3 separate regions of the Zea mays genome follow, and all the other regions are linked to region 1. Evidence: chromatin contacts called from public Hi-C data. All regions are on one chromosome and are shown on one strand. Each heading gives the region's core, a stretch centred on a gene start, on an enhancer-like site or on the middle of the called end of the contact. The rest is flanking DNA. Distances are from core to core; before and after follow the strand shown. Region 1 holds the start of LOC100191947 (proteasome C9 1). Region 2 holds the start of LOC100279593. Region 3 holds the start of LOC103631172 (splicing factor 3B subunit 2).

Region 1 (4,007 bases), core at 893-3,392:
GGTTTGAGCTCGTTATAGAAAATGAACTAATCCCGTGAGAGGCTACTGTTGGGGAGAAGGCTTTCCTGAAGGTCCTCAAATAACAAAACATGTTGTCAAGTCTGTTTTAAGAGATAGGTCATCAATATTTTGGTTATCCATTTCAGAATAACAAAGGAAGAAATGAAGCTTCATCGATTCATCAGCACCTGCTTCGGAAGAGTAGGGTCAAACTGGGCTTCATTTGACTCAAATTGCGAAGAGACGTACACTACATGTCTTGTTGATAGAAAGGCAAAAACACCCTCTAGTGGCTTTATAGATTTTGTATGTAGGGTTTGTGGCATTGATCTAATTTCATATGAAGGTGTACATTTTCATGCCCGATAAATAGGTGAATAGTGCCCATGCATATGGGCTCTCATGCTAGCACACCTTCGAAAAGCTCCACCTTTGAAGCTTCATCATTATACTCACCTTCAAGTGCCCTGCACACGTTCCAAAGGTATCTTGTAACCGATATTGTATAATTATTCTCTTGCATGTAACAACATTTGAAATGAACCTGATGAACAAAATAAAAGAATGTCAATGTGTTATTCTGGTTCATTTTTCCATGTATTGTTATTGCATGTCTATCTCTTCACCTTTTTGTCCTTCTCTTGCCTTTCCATCTCTACTGACAAGGGGAGAAGGTGTTATTACTTTAATTGTGTTGCTCTGTTATGGTTCCTTGTAGGAGCTTTAATAGGTGACCAACACCACCATTATCATCAATCTTATCAAGTGAACTTGTGGTAGATACATCATTATCATCACTTGACCTTTAACTTGAGGTGGATCACTTATTGATGACCTCCTTGTTATCAATGTTCTCATCATCATCTTGTACATCCATGCACTTATCATCAACAAATATGATCCTTCCATTTTTACTATAAAGATACGACAATATGTCATGGGCGGTCTCCTTTGTGCATGATCTCCTTGAACACCTTATCACTTAGTCATTGATATAGATTGTTAGTAGTTTAGTGTTCAAGATGTAAATAGTTATTTTTCGATTAGGTGAGATCTTTCCTTTTCTAATCAAAGGGTATGAGAAAATTCTACGCTCACGACACACTAGAATTTTGCATCAACAACAAAGAAACAATAACTCACAAAACCTTTCCACTATGCAAAGTGTGTGCCACAAAAAATGTGTGGAGCACAAGTAACCTCTAGCCCTTTTAGCTGCCAGCCTACTTACTCTCGGATCAATTAAGACCACTAAATAAGAAATCAGAGCCTGATACCATTTATAGGGTCAAGATGCCAGACTAGAGGTAGACTAGACGAGGTGAACAGTACTTTCAAAAACTAATTACGTTGACTAATTAAAATAAATATAGAATTAATACAATTTGGTCTAGCGAATACTACACACCTCTGTCTATCACAACCATCTTACAAAAGATCCTAATCGAAGCAACTAAGGTGTCGAGCTAGTGAGACATCATCTACGCAAGTCTAGTTAGCAAGATTACACAAACCTACGTAGCTAGCAATCTAAATATTCCATGACTATATGTTCTAAATACACGAGCGTGCCCCTTACAAGAGACCTGTAGAGACAGGTGTGGCCACGTGACAAGAGCGCATCCTTCAAGCGCGCTGTTGGAGCACGGTCAGTGAGAACACAACAACTTAGCTCTAGGCACGTCCATGAATATACCACTTCAGGCAAGCAAGGCATGAAGATGATGGGTATGACCAGCTAGGACGATGGTAAACACCATCGACTAGATAAGGGGCGAGTGTAATCAATTAGCGTGGTCGACCGGTGAGCAGGGTGGTGCAAGGCACAACCGATGGCTATGGCTAGATAAGCGTGAGAAGAAATAAGAGATAGAATGACAAAAAGTAAGAATAAACCAATATGCTAGATTTGTTAATTTGAGTTGATGCAATTTAATCGAAGTAAAGCTGACAATTTTACTATCTTCACTAAATTTGAGTTGATGTAATTTAATCGAACGTCTAGATTTATTAATTTAATAAATTTAGATTTTTATGTGTAATCTGACAATTTTTAGTGAAGTAAAGCTGTTTTTACCGAATCTGAATTTGAATCTGGAGCTGGTTAGCTTCTGCCGAGTCGCTCCCCCTTCCAGGGTCTCAAACGCAAACCCCAATCTCGGCGTCACCGCCCCAAATCTAGCAAACGGAAATCCCATCTCGCCGCCGCCGCGATGTCTCGCCGCTATGACAGTCGCACGACGATCTTCTCGCCGGAGGGGCGTCTCTACCAGGTGGAGTACGCGATGGAGGCGATCGGCAACGCCGGGTCAGCCCTCGGGATCCTGGCGGCCGACGGCGTAGTCCTGGTCGGCGAGAAGAAGGTGACCTCCAAGCTCCTCCAGACCTCCCGCTCCGCCGAGAAGATGTACAAGATCGACTCCCACCTGGCGTGCGCTGTGGCAGGGATCATGTCCGACGCCAACATCCTCATCAACACCGCCCGCCTCCACGCCCAGCGCTACGCGCTCTCCTACCAGGAGCCCATCCCCGTCGAGCAGCTCGTCCAGTCCCTCTGCGACACCAAGCAGGGTTACACCCAGTTTGGTGGCCTCCGCCCCTTTGGGGTCTCCTTCCTATTCGCCGGTTGGGACAAGCACCACGGTTTCCAGCTCTACATGAGCGACCCATCTGGCAACTACGGCGGGTGGAAGGCCGCCGCTGTTGGGGCCAACAGCCAGGCCGCGCAGTCCATGCTCAAGCAGGACTACAAGGACGCCTTGACCCGCGAGGAGGCCGTCGGTCTCGCGCTCAAGGTCCTCAGCAAGACCATGGACTCCACCAGCTTGACTGCCGAGAAGCTGGAGCTGGCCGAGGTATTTCTGCAGCCCGACACCGGGGAGGTACAGTACCAGGTGTGCTCTCCTGAGGCGCTGGGGAAGCTGCTTGCAAACTCCGGCCTGACACAGCCAACACCCGAGGCATAATGTACTGGTTTGCAGTGGCATGTGATGCCTTCTACTGCTCTTAGACATGGTTTAAGCAGTTATGCTTCTGTTGTGTGAACTTAAATATTCGACAATTATGTGTTCTATTTTTGTGTTGAGCATCCTTGATCCGTTAATGTTTCATCTGTAATAGTGCATTGCATTGAATTGGTTGCAAATTGTTGATCTCTATCTGCTCTGCTTTATTGTTGTCACGATTATGGAGCATGTGGATGTTGGACAGTGGAACAGGGGAAGGTAGGTTCAGGTCTACTAGGGCAATTTGAGGCACCTGGATGATGCTTAGTAAACATGGGAAATTGTTGAGATTAGGACTTGTGACAGGCAAGTGCACATGACTAAGTTGAGATCGTATATGCCACTAAACTTCTGGTGATTTTAATCCTATGGATGATGCTACTACTATCATCAATTGTGCTTAGTTAACCATGCAAATGGTAGGTTCTTCTGGGTATAAGACATTTTGACTTCTCAAGATACATTCCCTAGGCATAGTGTATATCTAAATAGTAGATACATGATAAATGTTATGTATCTATAAAAGCTAAAATGTCTTATGATTTGGTACGGAGGTAGTATATGCTTCTGCTGTGCTTGAATTGTTGTTTGTGGTCATATAATTGTTTAACCAAAATCAAGGTTCATGTCAGTGTTTTCGGTCAACCATTCTTGAAAAACAGCCTTTTCTATTTTGTCTGATCCAGTTTACCTAGATGGCTTAATGCCATGCATCTTGGGCATTCAACATTTTAGACTGTAGTTTTTAGGAGGGGTTTAGTTATGGTTCTCTCTCACAACAAGATAATAACTTCTGTGATTTGGTTGTTAGTATTGATTTGGCAATATATTTTTATGACGAGCCACCCATTACATCATGGCCTAAAGGTTTTGATCCACTTACAGCGCTATTCAGTTGCAAGGGAATTGGGGTGGGGGTGGGGATTGAGGGGGACTAAATCTCTTCCTATTCAAAACTGAATAGGGAGAGATTTAATACTCCTCAATCCACTCCTAACTATA
Region 2 (4,007 bases), core at 959-3,458, 750 kb before region 1:
CTGATATATCTGAGGACTTGGATGATAAGGTACATCTGTTTTTTACTATTCTATAGGTTCAAGGTTTTTAATGTTAAAATTTTGTCACGCTGTGGCTTATTTTGCTTGCTATGTGTGAAGGAGGTGGAGAGTCCAGAAATTAAGGACGAGATTGAAAGCGAAGATGTCAAACCCGCAGATTCTTCAGCAATTTCCCTCTCTAGCAAGAAGGAGCCTCTTGTTCAGGCTACTTTGTCTAGCATGTTTATAAGGGCAGAAGAAAAAAAGGCGAGAGTGCAAAACCATCTACCTCTATCTATCACTAACAGACAACCAGCATGTCTATAGCTTTAACCTAACTCGATTGCGCTGAAGCAATACCACATTCTACAAGGATGTTTCTGTGTTAAACATGTCTATTTACATTTGTTGTCAAGAAATTTAACACATACTTAATTCCTGTTCCAGAGATCTACAAGGAGTCCTAAAGGGTCCCCTGCAACCAAAGGTTCGGTATTCTATCACCTCTCTATGTTCCTTATCAATTGATACATCATGAAAAGAAGCTTTTTTTAAAAAAATTTGGTATTGCCAATTATCTTTAGGTGCTGCTGCTAAGAAGCAGCGAGCAAGTCCAATGGCAAAACAGCCAGCAGGGATCAAGAAGGGTAAGTTCACTGAAGTGACATGCATCTTCTGTAGTAGACATCTACTAACATTAGTGTGCTATCATTTGGTGTAAGCATCCAAAGACATCTGACCAATTTCGTTTGGGAAGATGTGTGCTAGTACAAGTGAAGAACTCTTAGGGTTGTTTGCGAGATAAGCTTTCAGTTTCATTTGTATAGGCTGGGGGCACTGACCAGTGTGTTTTCCGAATGCAGTTAGCGGAACTCGGGGAAAGAAAAAACCAAAGGTACCATTTTATGTGATTCTATGTTGCTTTCCCTTGGTAGATGGATTTGAAGTGTCGGTCATTGTTTGCTTACTCTGTATAAATGCGTATTTGATTGAGGACCTTCGGTCATTTCATCGTGTTACAGGTGGGAGAAGATGAAATCGAAGAGCTCTCAAGTTCCTCCCAGGTTTGTTGCTAGATACGCATCGTGTTGTTTGTTACTTGTAGGCATTTTAGCAGCGGGTTTCCTTACAAGAAACCGCGCATCATGGTGCCTGATATTTTGAGCACAAACAAAGGCTGTGTGTGCTTATCTATGTGATTGCAAATGGTACAGGATAACGACGCAGATGATGATAGTGACGAGGACTGGGCCGAATAATGCGATGGTACAGACGACGGATAGGTTGGGCCGTTGGGGAAGCATATGCATAATTGATGTGCGGCTGAAGAGAAGGATGGATTGGGGGATGGCACAGAAACTGCCTGTTTTCATGGACTGGTTTGGCTGGTCATGTCTGACGACGGATCTAGAATATGGAATATCCTGATCTGTTGTCAAGCTGAGTCCATGAAACGTTGGTTGATGAAACATTAGTTAGTCAGAAGCGGGTTTGTTTGTAGTTAGGAACTAGGAACACACACACCCGAGGTTGTGATGGGGTTGCATACTTGGACTAGCCATTCCCATTCATCTGTCTGTACTCTGTTCGACTGTTCCTTTGTGTGGCTCACACCTGTTGTGTTTCTGATGGTGGTCATTTCTCCAGCCAGGGGCAAAGAACACACTGCGTTTCGCTGATCCTTTAATTCAGACCCATAGTCCTTTTTTTTCTTCAGCACATTCTGATGTGGCTCTTTGTATTGCAGACTGTATCATGGTATCAGATTGGTTTCGACTTGAAACCCCTCTCTCTTCATTACGCGTGTTTCTGATCTTCTTGTTTTGGAGTCAGATCAGATCGGAAGCAGGAGAGGAGAATATCCGAGATAGATACCCTTTCCAAGAGGAGAGATTCCGCGGGGATTCTGAGTAGCCTTCGGAGTTCGGAGCGGTGGGGCTGGGGCGTGCGGGCGCGGACCGGCCTCACCTCCCTTCCCCTATTTTGGTCCTCCTCCCTCCCCTTGCGTTCACAGGCCCTATATAACATTAGCTAGATTCCTCCTCCCTCCTTCCTCACGGCTGCTGCTGCCCTGCCCTGCCCTGGTACGCGTCCCTCCCCTCTCCTCGTTTCTTGCTTGCACGCGCGCGCCGTGAATCGCCACATCCCCATATCCGTACCTACCCCCACGCGTTTTCATTCAACCAATCCAATCTCTTCCCGGCCCCCTCTGCTCTGCAATCTCCCTCCCGTGAGGGAGGTGGTGGGGTTCCTGCTTTCCTGGAACAAGCAAATCCTTGCTTGCCGGTTCGTCTCCCGACGATGGTGGGAGACGAAAGCAAAAGAGAAAGCGCCGTCCTTTTTCCGCCCGCCGCCTCGCTTTCAATTCCCCACCGCCCTCCCGTGCCTACTTTCGTTTTCCCTTTCTTTTTTTCTTCTCGCTTTTCCCCTTCTCCTACGCCTCTGCAAATTGCCGTATGCATAGTCTGATTTCTTCTTTTTCTTTACTATGATAGACTTGCTCAATGTTTCTTCTCCTTCTGAATTCTAATGGCTTGCTCAATGTTTTCTTTAACTTCTTCTAAATTCTAGTTTGTTTTTTTCCTACATACATATGCAGGAGTAAGGAAGCCGACACCACTTGGAGTTGCTGCCAACTACCGGGCTCGGCTGTCAAATTCTCTATCTGGCAGCCAGCCCGTGTCCAATTCCAACTCCACCGGTGGTAAACCATCGACAGCAGGAGCAGGGAGGTAAACCATCTTCTGCTCTGCCGTATTGTTGACCATGACAAAGACACATGATTCTTCGGTCCCACTCTTGGGGTCAAATGTGAAACACATAAATAATGTGGCAGACAACACTTTGTTCCAAGTCCCAGTTTGGCTACACACCACATGATTCTTCTTCTTTTCTTCAAAAAGAAACAAATAAAAAAAATTCAGTTTATGCAACTAACCCTTGTTGTTCCTGTGAATCAGGGCAGGCTGCACAAGAAAAGAGCATCATTCCTGCTGATCGGCTCGGCTCCACTCCACCCCGAATAAAATGGCTTCCTTCTCGGGACATCTCCACCGCCCCCTGTCCGCCATGGCCGTGGCCGCCTTCGCCGCCGTCTCCTCCCACGAGCTTCCCGACAAGCTGTCCCACCACAGGCTTCCTGATGCCAGCACAGGCACGGACGCGCTCGCCTCGCTTCCATTGACCAGGTCAGATGTTCCCGCAGCGCCTTCGGCATCTGCCCTTTCTGGCGCGCAGCTATTGCCACGGGACCTCCACAGCTTGCGTCTGCTGAAGGCGCCCTTCGCGTCTGTGCCGGTCATGCAGACGGTGTACCAGTACGCCAACTTTGCCAAAACCTCGGGACAGGCCGATGCGATGCCTGCAATTCCTTCCTCGCCGTCCGATGTGCTGTACCGCTGGCACCTGCCAGACCCCAGGGTCTATGCCGACTTCCCTGACAAGTCTCAGACGGTCGTGGTCCTTCTTGGTTGGTTGGGCTCAAGGCAGAAGCACCTCAAGAGATATGCCGATTGGTACACCTCCAGGGGCTTCCATGTCGTCACTTTCACCCTCCCGATGTCTGACATTCTCAGTTATAACCTTGGAGGGAAGGCTGAGAAGAACGTTGAGATGCTATCTGAACATATTGCTGACTGGGTCAGGGAGGAGAGTGGGAAGAAGATTATTTTCCACACCTTCAGTAATACTGGTTGGCTTTGGTACGGTACACGTTCTCTCCTGGATTTCGTTCTTGAGTGAATAATGAGCTCTCATCATGGTTCTTATTAATTTCTTCATTGTAGTTATGGCGTAATTCTGGAGAACTTGCAACAGCATGATCCTTCAGCAGTGGACAAAATTAAAGCTTGTGTAGTAGACTCAGCACCTGTTGCTGCACCTGATCCTCAGGTACAGATTTAGTGATCAACAGGAGCTATCCGCTATTATTCAGAACTTGTCATTCTTCAGTTCCCATTTGGATTTGAATTTGAATTTGTATTTTTTTCTTCTTCATTCTTTTGCTT
Region 3 (4,007 bases), core at 1,053-3,552, 660 kb before region 1:
TCCTTGAGTTGAAGATCCTCTTGGGAGAAGGTAATAGGAATGTGAGACCATCTTGACTTGATGAAGGGTCCTTGCACCCTGACGTGCTGTACCCTTCTCTGTGCCTCCTTCTTCTACTTCTTGTTGGCTGGCTCTGAGCATGAACCGCCTGTTATCGGGAGTACAAGCTTCGGAGCCGAAGCAGCTCCAGCTTGAATGTTGAACAAAGCCATCAGCTCAAAAAAGTGGAAGTGAGTTCACCGGAGGTGGGCGCCAATGTTGGGGACTTGTTCTCAAATGCTATGAATTAAGGACAAGGCAACATAAAATGTTAAATATTAATGTCCTTCGTCCGCTGAAACATTATTTCCCTAAGGATTTAATGAACTTCGGACGAAGGTTATAAAGACACAATTACGAGGGTTAAATTTTCGTAATTGAACTCTCAAAGATAATGTAAAATAACACGAGTCATAAAGCATTAAAGACAAGTAAATTAGAAGTAAACAACATCATTTACATATTATATAAACTTAAGATATTCAAATATAATGTTTAAGTACATTTATACCTTTGCCTTGGCAAGGAATAATTTCCGAGTGATGTGTTAGCAATTACAAGAATGCGTGAACAGTAAAGGAATACTGTTCACTATTTATAGGCACAGGACACAGCCTGTGAGCAATTACAATCATACCCCTCATAAAAGTTTACAACAACGACTCAAACTCTTATGGACTAAAAGGTCATTCTATCTTTAAGTCGGTTCATAGTTCCGAAGCTTCATGAACGGCACCCTTCGGCATCACGTACAGACAGCTTCAACCGAAGCTGTTTCTTCCCGCAGGACCTTCGACGACGAAGCATGGTCCCAACAAGTAGCGTGGCCAGGCTTCGCCATGTTACTCGGTTTTCTCCGTTAGTTATTTCCGCTGCATTAAAAACTATGGTTGCCATTTCTAAAACTCTGATAACGTAATCACTACTAATACTTTCTTAATTTATGGTATTATGCTTTATTATATTTCTCTGTGCCTCATCTTCGAGTGAGCTAGTGGTATTCGATCCTCGGTAAGTGGCTTTATCGGACTAGATCCGAGGGACTGACGAATTATTCCGATTTAAGTGTGTTGCTGCCTCCAAGGCGTGACTCGGGCACTTAAGCTGGAATAATTTGGGCGGTTCCGCCACAGACATTACTGCTGACCGTTGCAATTTCAGCTGTTGATGTGTAGGGGCTGACCATCTAGGCCAGGAGGGTGGACCGTCCGCGGGTGACAGAAAGTGGGCAACGACTAGCAAGTGGTTGGTGTCTACAAATACAACCCCAACCAGCTCCATTATATACATCCAAACATTCCAACTCCCACATTCATTGGAACGACCTAGAGTTCACTCCAAAGCCTCACACAGGCATCAAAGATCCTCCAAGTGCAACAACTGTGATTTGTGTTAATTAGTGATTAAGTGCCTTGTGAGAGATTCTAGCAAGTGTGTGGTAGTGTTTCATTTGTTGCTTGGTTTTCTTGATCGTGCTTTCTTCATTTCCTTCTAACTTTTAGTGACTTGTAAAACTAGCAAGAGACACCTAATTGTGTGGTGATCCTCGAGATTAAGGAGAAGCACTCAATCGGTTTAAGTGACCGTTTGAGAGAGGGAAAGAGTTGAAAGAGACCCGACCTACGTGGCCTCCTGAACAGGGAGGAGGTTCTTCTTATCGAAAAACAAATTGCCCGTGTCTTTGTGTTAATCTTGCATTGCGATTTGATTCTTCCTTTCCAATCTCTCTATTTCTAAGTTCTCTTGCTTATCATTTAGAGTTAGCTCACAAAAGTCATTCGCATTGATTGAGCAACTCGTGGTAAGAAAAACCATATTCCACACTTCGATTTCATTTATACTCGTTCTAATGCTAACCTTGGGTGAAGTTCATGTTTAAAGTTAATAATTTTTAGGTTTCACTTATTCACCCCCTCTAGGCGACTTTTAGGCAGCAAAAGCCGCTTCTGGCCAATAGAATCGACAAAGAAGTTGATCCAAACATGACCATAAACATCTTGCAGGCATGGAGCTAGGGATAACAATGGATATATACCCGTCAGGTAGTACCATTCCATATCCGTACCCATAACAAAAAAAACATACTCGTCGGGTTACCCATATCCGCTCGCGTGTATAGAATCATGCAGTTTCATATCAATTTTTATATCAAGTAAATTTTTTTCGGTAATTGGGTGTATATTGTCATCTATTAATCTATACCTGGAGCCTTTTTCTTTTCTCTCTTTGTAAAGAATATCGAGCCTTCTTCTCTTGAGAGTTGAGAACCTAGCTTTCAAGTGGGCCAAGATAAAGCCCAGTTTGTCCCACTGGGCTGGGTACGCACAGAACCTACCCAGGCGAACAGGATATCGAGCCTCTCCTCGTTTCGGCCCTCCTCGCTTGCGCGCCGCCGCCGACTATGGCCGCCGCCGGGGTGGAGCCTCGCCCCAACCCGCCTCCTACCATGGCTTCCGACCTCCCCAACGGAAGTAAAACCAAGTCGCGAGAGTCCGACCGGCGCCGCCGCCGCCGCAAGGTCAAGAAGAACAAGTCCGCCGCTGAGGCCGGTGCCCAGAACGAGGGCGGGGGAGCTTCTAGCTCCGACGCCAAGGAGAACGCAGATCCTAACCCCGAGCCCATGGTGAGCGAAGTTCATCGCCCGCCTGGAAGTTAGGCACGCACGGCACGGGCCCCAAAACCTAGGGTTCTGAACGTGCTGGATTTGGATTCGCTGCAGGTGGAGGTGGAGATAGAGTATGTACTGGAGAAGGCCGAGCTGGACGATCCTCTCCTCGATGACTTCAAGACCATCTTCGAAAAGTTCACCTTTAAGGGCATGCACAATGAGTGTCTTAAGTTGTGTCTTAAAGTGTGCCTAAGGAGGTGAATGTAAAAAATCTCAAGACATGTATCTTGACGAAGACACAGTGTCTTAGCTCTATATTCGAGACAGAAGACTATCTGATTGGTCACTTTAATTTATTGAATGTTCTGATTGGTACAATGAATATGGTAAGACACATGTTTTAGACATGACCACTGTATTATATTATGTTTTAGCTGTGTCTTATACTTGGAGTACCGTGCAGCTGTATCTAGGTTGTACATGCCCTAAGGACGCTGCCGCAGCAGCGACCGAGGTATTTGGATTAACGAAGCGTTTCTTCAACCCGTCGGTCGATGAGCGAGCCTAAAGCCCTGTTTGTCTACTTCTAGGATTATATAAGTCAGCTTATGGATTATATAAACACGTAATGATCAGCTTATGGATTATCATAATCTAGATATTAATAATATGTACCGTTTGTTTGTCTCTTAACTTATTTAAGACCGTGTTTGGTTTCATGTGGATTTTTGTGATTAAATAAATTTTATGAGATATGTTGTCCTCACCGGCGAGCCTCAAGAGCAGATGTGGTCAAGTATTTTTGGTGTCTTCCCATGAAAGAAACTTATAGCTGGGCGCTTGCCATGCCATACCTCAAATGGTGTCTTCCCATTGAGGCTGTGTTGGGGAGCTATTGAGGATGAACATTGCAGTGGTGACAGCCTCACCCCAGAACATCCCGGGCAGGCCCTTTGCTAGCAGCATATTGCGCTTCATCCCGACCACAGTCTGATTCCTCCGCTCCACGACATCGTTCTGTTGTGGCGAGTAGGGGGCTGTGAGTTGGCGCTGCACCCCTTCCTCAGTGCAGTAAGCTCCAAACTCCAATGATGTAAATTTGCCTCCACGATCTGTGTGCAGCAGCTTCAACTTCCTCCCCGACTCAACCTCTGCAGCCATCTTGAACCGCCGGATCACTGCTGATACTTGGTCCTTGCTTGCGAGAAGACAAAGCCACATGAAGCGGCTCATGTCATCTACCAGCAGCAGGAAGTAGCGGCTCCCGCTTAGTGTCGTCGGCGCGGCCGGCCCGCAGATATCCCCATGCACCAGGTCGAGGCCGTCACTCGCACGCCATCGCCCCTGCGATGGGAATGAA

Evidence for each region. A called contact is a pair of places that touch in the nucleus more often than the background predicts.
Region 2: a Hi-C map of ear shows a contact between it and region 1, with 2.1 times the contacts expected there. The contact joins the promoter of LOC100279593 here to the promoter of LOC100191947 in region 1. A contact is called at or near these places in 3 of 25 Hi-C or Micro-C datasets (ear, leaf and tassel).
Region 3: a Hi-C map of tassel shows a contact between it and region 1, with 2.8 times the contacts expected there. The contact joins the promoter of LOC103631172 here to the promoter of LOC100191947 in region 1. A contact is called at or near these places in 2 of 25 Hi-C or Micro-C datasets (ear and tassel).

What each region holds. Positions count from the first base shown.
Region 1 is chr6:90,582,487-90,586,493 of Zm-B73-REFERENCE-NAM-5.0, reverse strand. LOC100191947 (proteasome C9 1) reads left to right here and starts at 2,142. Exons shown (of 1, transcript NM_001137371.1): 1 at 2,142-3,114. The coding sequence starts at 2,214. The coding sequence ends at 2,966.
Region 2 is chr6:91,333,051-91,337,057 of Zm-B73-REFERENCE-NAM-5.0, reverse strand. LOC100279593 reads left to right here and starts at 2,208. Exons shown (of 6, transcript NM_001152590.1): 1 at 2,208-2,732; 2 at 2,961-3,188; 3 at 3,307-3,701; 4 at 3,786-3,891. The coding sequence starts at 3,358. LOC100280291 reads left to right here. Exons shown (of 11, transcript NM_001153218.1): 5 at 1-29; 6 at 121-267; 7 at 448-487; 8 at 585-647; 9 at 864-895; 10 at 1,023-1,064; 11 at 1,215-1,718. The coding sequence ends at 1,259.
Region 3 is chr6:91,245,220-91,249,226 of Zm-B73-REFERENCE-NAM-5.0, reverse strand. It overlaps LOC103631172 (splicing factor 3B subunit 2), which reads left to right and starts at 2,302. Exons shown (of 16, transcript XM_023300415.2): 1 at 2,302-2,662; 2 at 2,759-2,904. The coding sequence starts at 2,441.